Regions from separate parts of the Sus scrofa genome. Here region 1 is linked to region 2. A link is a contact called in public Hi-C data. All regions are on one chromosome and are shown on one strand. Each heading gives the region's core, a stretch centred on a gene start, on an enhancer-like site or on the middle of the called end of the contact. The rest is flanking DNA. Distances are from core to core; before and after follow the strand shown.

Region 1 (2,700 bases), core at 195-2,694, 190 kb before region 2:
ATCTCATGAGTTTTCTCCTTAAAAGATAACCACTCTGCTTAGACAACACTTTGGTCCTCTGTTACCTGTGAGACAGTGTCCAAACCCTCTGGAATAAAACCCATAAGAATCTACTCAATCCTACAGAGCTGGCAAATCCTGAGATCTTGCTTGATCTTCCATATCTATATCCTTCCTACCCACCCTGTACTCCTCTAAAATCATTCATCGTGTTTCATTATAGTCTCATGGTTACATGTTAAAGCAAGGAAACCAGAGCCCAGGATCCCAGTCTGCTGAAACAATCTAAGGGAGATTCTGAGAGCCTTACATTACTGAGGTGACAAATGGAGTAGAGAGAGGAGCTACAGAAACATGCCCAGAGTCTTACTGACCATAGTGGCTGAGTTTTTGTCTTAGAAGGGAAGTTTTTCTGAGATGACTGACAAAACAAGTCAGAGGTACGATATGGAACTGCTGCATTAAGAACCTAGCATATTCTATCTGCTAGGGACATAAAATTATTTTATACTTCTGCCACCACTTCTTAGTTTTTAAAAAGATCATTGCAGCGGATGGCCTGGTTGTTAATCATGTTCACAGCCTAGAAGGCTTGATCTGTGTCTTAGGCATTTCTTCATCCTCATGGCACCACAACATGCTTTGTTTGTGAATTAAGAGTTAGTTCATTACAAGTGAAAATTAGGCACTTGTATTTGACATCTGTATATAAACACACAAGTCCTGGGAACACTTACTCTGCAGTAATCCAAAGTAGCAACATATTCATAAGATCCTAGAGATAGCTCTGGCTTCTCGTAGTGGTCCAGTCTTCTTCCAATGTGGTCCAGATGTTGGAAATAGAATGGCGGAACTAACAAAAACAAAATAGGAAAGGAAATATTTTGTTTTTATAACACAGACGATTTAGTCAGTTTTCAAAATTTACTATGGGAAGAAAGGAGTTACTATGAGAAAAAAATATTGTAAAGCTGGAATGCAGTATATTCTAAATATCCATATTAAAAAGCATGTCTTAGAAAGAATGAGGGTTTTCTAAAATATCCTCTTAACCCTTCCACAGTTATTGATGACAAAGAACATTAATGATTTAGATCATTATAGAGAAATAGGGGATAAAAATACCAGTGTTTTTAAATTGTCACAATTGAAACAATTGTCCCTGTTTAATTACCTCTTTTAAAAAGAATTCTGGCTTTTCTATTTAAATTTTCATTGTGCCAGCAAATATACATTGGTTACTTGGACTATACTATGAGCTATAGTATTTATTATCCTTTAATTAAGAAATGTCTTCAGCCATGGGGAGTTTGCATGGTAATCTTTAATGTTTGGGCTTCAGAGCAGAGAGGATTACTGTATTAGGGAAAGACTACACCACTAAGCTCTCGGCCGAGGAACTCTTAATTTGATTCAAATGTCTAAGAAGGTTAGTTCTGGCAAAGACCTGGAAGTCATCCAATAGCACAGAAACACTTATGAGTCACACACTGAACACTTGGACAAATATGGCCTGGTATCTCTGTGAAAACGAACTCCCATTGCCCTGAGATTAATAGGGCTGGCCATTAAACCACTGACAATAGAAGTATCTGAATAAACAGGAATGCTCTGGTTTCAAGCATTTCATAATGAACAACAACTTCATTTGCAAAATAACAGAAGTAATGACTTTTGTTTTAAAACCAACAACTCAGTATTCTTTATTTTTAGCTGTGAACTAACACACAGATTACAACAGGATTTTTTTCTTAGTTTGGACTGAAAATATCACTAAGGCTTGAATTTTTTCCCACTTTCTTATCATCACATAGCCACTTCTTTTTATTTTTTATTATTTATTTATTTATTTATTTAGTCTTTTTGCTATTTCTTTGCGCTGCTCCCATGGCATATGAAGGTTCCCAGGCTAGGGGTCGAATCGGAGCTGTAGCCACTGGCCTACGCCAGAGCCACTTCTTTTTAAACAAGACTCTTAAGTACATACGGATCTCTGAATCTGGAAAATTCAAGGTCTTGAAAAGGTTATGGAAGTGAGAAACTGATGGCCTCAGCTGAGCTAAGAAAACCATAAGAGGGAGTTCCTGCTGCAGCTCAGCGGGTTACGAACCCAACTAGTATCCATGCAGATGAAGATTTGATCCCTGGCCTCACTCAGCGGGTTGAGGATCCGGTGTTGCAGTGAGCTGTGGCGTAGGTCGCAGGCGCAGCTCGGTTCTGGACTTGCTGTGGCTGTGGCATAGGCCAGCAACTGCAGCTCTGATTGGACTTCTAACCTGGGAACGTCCATATGCCATGAGTGCGGCCCTTAAAAAAAAAGGAGAACAGAAGGCTATGAGGGCCTTAAATTGCTATCGTGTTATGTTTAGATGAGTTGGACGATGCATTGGTATTCTAGGATGCATCGGGGTGGTGGCTTCTACACAGCTTCTACAATTTATTTTCATTCACACACCTGCCTATAATATGCGAAAAAAAGTTTCCCCTTAAAATTAATTTTATGTCTGTTAGCATTTATCTGCCATGTTTTATAAACCAGAATTCATGCTCCCCATAAATTATGCACTGCCACATGATACCCATCTTCCAGTGTGTCTTTTGGCCTCATATGCTTCCCACTGTGCAATGTCCGGATACCTTGAAGGGAAACAGAGAGGAGTCACGTAACCAAGCCTGCTGGGTTCTTTCTAACTCCAAATG
Region 2 (2,700 bases), core at 124-2,623:
GATGCAACCCAAATCTGGAGTGTAGGGCTTGGGAAGTGAAAGATTCCCCCCAAACAATTCCTTTTGGGCAGGGTGCACCCTGAACAAACGGTTGCCAGACCTGTCTAAAGGTTGAATAAATTGATGAGGCTCTTATAGGACCTGAATCCACTAATGTACTTAAAGAGTAGGTCCTTCCTCACAAGGTTCTGAATGATTAGCTAATAACAGGGGACTGTTTAAGGTACTGCACCTCACAAAGGATACATACTTTCCCAGTTACTTTAAAATAACAGTAACAGCAGTCAGTCTCTACGGAGCGCACTTGACAGGTTCCAGACACTGTGCTAAACTGTTTACAGAGATTAAATTTATGAATTCTCAGAACAACCCTGTAACCTAGATGGGTATTATTACTCCCATTTAATGTGTCAGAAAACAGAGGTTTAGTCGTTGAAATAGTAAGTGGTTTTTTAACTTAGAGCCCATTTTAACTCCCACTCTACACTGTGTCCTTTTGTCTCCCTCCCTTTGTCTGTTCCTTTTCTTCTCTTTCTCTCTCTGAAAAAACAAAAAACCTACCAGAGTAGCCATGTTAATAAGGTATTCACTGAGCTTCCTCTACTATCGCCCTTTTAGCTCTGACATTCCCAGACACTGGGCTTTCCAAACAAACGGCTTCCCTTTGTCATCTGGGGTTTGCCTCAGAGCCAAGATTCTGAAAATTCTAGCTTCAGGTTTCCACACCTAATGCTTGCCAGGAGGTAATACATTTCAGCACACAAACAAGAAAACAAAGCTCCACGCAGGCCTTGGCCTGAAGCTCTGTGCCTTTTCTGGCCAACTCAACTAAAGGCACAGTGGGGAATTCCCTATCCACTTCTAGAGAACTGTTTGCCGTCTGGGGAAAATGAATATAGAATAGTACCTGAGGGTTTCTATACAAAGAGGTTCCATGTTTTTCACCATGTTTTTGGTACAGCTCTGAATAATTCCCTTAAGTATTAGCTATCTCCTCAATAAATCATAAGATATATAGCATTCTAAGTAAAGTTTTTAACACCAGAGCCTCTATGGTGGTATGACCTTTGACTTGGCTTTGCAAAACCTCATATTAAAAAAAAGAAAAAATTAAGTCTACTTAAAACCTGGCCTGACTCACGCACCTTTAAACTTTATTAAAGAATATGATGTAATGAAGATACACAGCTAATCCATAAAATGACTAATTTTGGTGAAAAACATGTGACATCCAATATATTAACATCCAAATAAGATAACCTAATGTTCTTGGTTATTGGTTTCCAAAAACTGTTGAACATTTCCTTGTTTGGCCTTGGAGGAATTTGCTCTGGGATTTCAGCCTGATTCTTGACTTGCTGAAAGACTACAACTTAGAACAAAGCAAGCAGGCTAAGAACAAAGCAACTCATAAAAATGAAAGTAAGAGGTATTAAGCCTGAGGCTTAGTGTGTGTTTTTAAGGAAGGAAGAAACTGCCCCCAGGGCTCAGGAGAAAGTCACTGGCAGCCCTTGAACTTGCTAAAGGCAATCAGACCTCTTGTTCCAGATAGATCAACAAAGTCCCCAAGTAAAATATTTCAATGTAACTGTTATAGCAGTGTCCTGGCTTCATTGAGATGTTTTTTCTCTCAGAGGTTATTTTACCATATGCCATTTAAGCATTTACCCTGATGCTGACATTCCTAACCCAGCAGGGAAAGTGAGGGACAGACTTTCCAAATTGAAGCACAGGCTCTGGAAGGTCACAGCTAAGAAAGCATCAGTAGCCAACTTTGGTTTCATTTAGTAAAATTTCTACGCATGATACAGTGCTGGAGCATGCCAAGAAGGAAGGAGTACCAGATTTGTGTGGGTTTCCTGAGGTTAAAAGAGCAGCCTCTTCTACTTAGTCTTGGGAATTGAGGTTGGGGAGTTATAGGTCTACTTTCAAAAATGGTGAAATATATCAATTTGCCATAGGTAGAGAAATTTGTAAAGCTTCAAATGTGTGGTATTAATGGGTTTATTTTTTCCTTTCCTCTTGAAATGAAACTTGGGTAGAGACAAAATCAGAGTGATTTTGAACACTACTGCATTTCCACGTTAGGATCCCTAGAACTTCGTGGCAAAATACAACAGGAGAGGAATGAGGAGACTATTGTTCTGATTATAGCTTAGCTTCTATCCTGTTGAGAGAATCCAGTGAACTTTCCAGGTCAGTTAAAAAGAGAGGCCTGGATCATTAGTTGACCTCAAGGGCCCTTGGACCTCTTCAATTCAATGCTAATATCAACATGGCACACTGCCTCTAATGGGTTACCACAACTGTACTGTCTCCAACACTGTCTAGGTAAATTTTAGACCAAGGTCACAATGTAGTATTTTCTAAAACATTTTTCTGATATATTAAGTTGAACTATAAGCCCCTGAATTGCTATATAGATATCTCATTGTACTTTGTAAACATTCTATATGGCTCCAAAAATGCATCTGAGATAAAAAATGTATTATCTTTCGAACCACTTACATGTATAGTGTTTAATATGGAAAATGCAGTTGTATGGAAATAGCATTTCTCTCCAGATTGCAGTAAGAGGTTTATGTCATTAATTGACAGTGCTTTTACTGCCCTCTGCTGCCCTAAGGAGAGCAAACACTGGATTTGACAGCCTAAGCTTATATCTGACTGGGAAAAGAAAACTTTTCATTTATAGTCATT

The links. Hi-C and Micro-C count contacts between places; a contact is called where the count stands out from the background.
Region 1: a Hi-C map of retroperitoneal adipose tissue shows a contact between it and region 2, with 2.5 times the contacts expected there. The contact joins two enhancer-like sites. A contact is called at or near these places in 20 of 47 Hi-C or Micro-C datasets (alveolar macrophages, brain, embryonic fibroblasts and 13 more) and 2 of 2 datasets of contacts at active chromatin or transcription factors (alveolar macrophages and skeletal muscle).

The regions. Positions count from the first base shown.
Region 1 is chr8:104,957,580-104,960,279 of Sscrofa11.1, reverse strand. SEC24D (protein transport protein Sec24D) reads right to left here. Exons shown (of 26, transcript XM_021100700.1): 13 at 738-853. Among named protein-coding and RNA genes, the nearest start is that of METTL14, 95 kb to the left of the region's middle. Within about 2 kb of position 1,444, at least 33 of the 83 cell types and tissues checked have an H3K27ac peak or open chromatin away from gene starts, as enhancers often do. A contact at or near this core is called in retroperitoneal adipose tissue, where this site is marked.
Region 2 is chr8:104,771,159-104,773,858 of Sscrofa11.1, reverse strand. The region is part of intron 2 of SEC24D (protein transport protein Sec24D); the gene reads right to left. The region is part of intron 1 of SYNPO2 (synaptopodin-2); the gene reads left to right. Among named protein-coding and RNA genes, the nearest start is that of SYNPO2, 72 kb to the left of the region's middle. Within about 2 kb of position 1,373, at least 19 of the 83 cell types and tissues checked have an H3K27ac peak or open chromatin away from gene starts, as enhancers often do. A contact at or near this core is called in retroperitoneal adipose tissue, where this site is marked.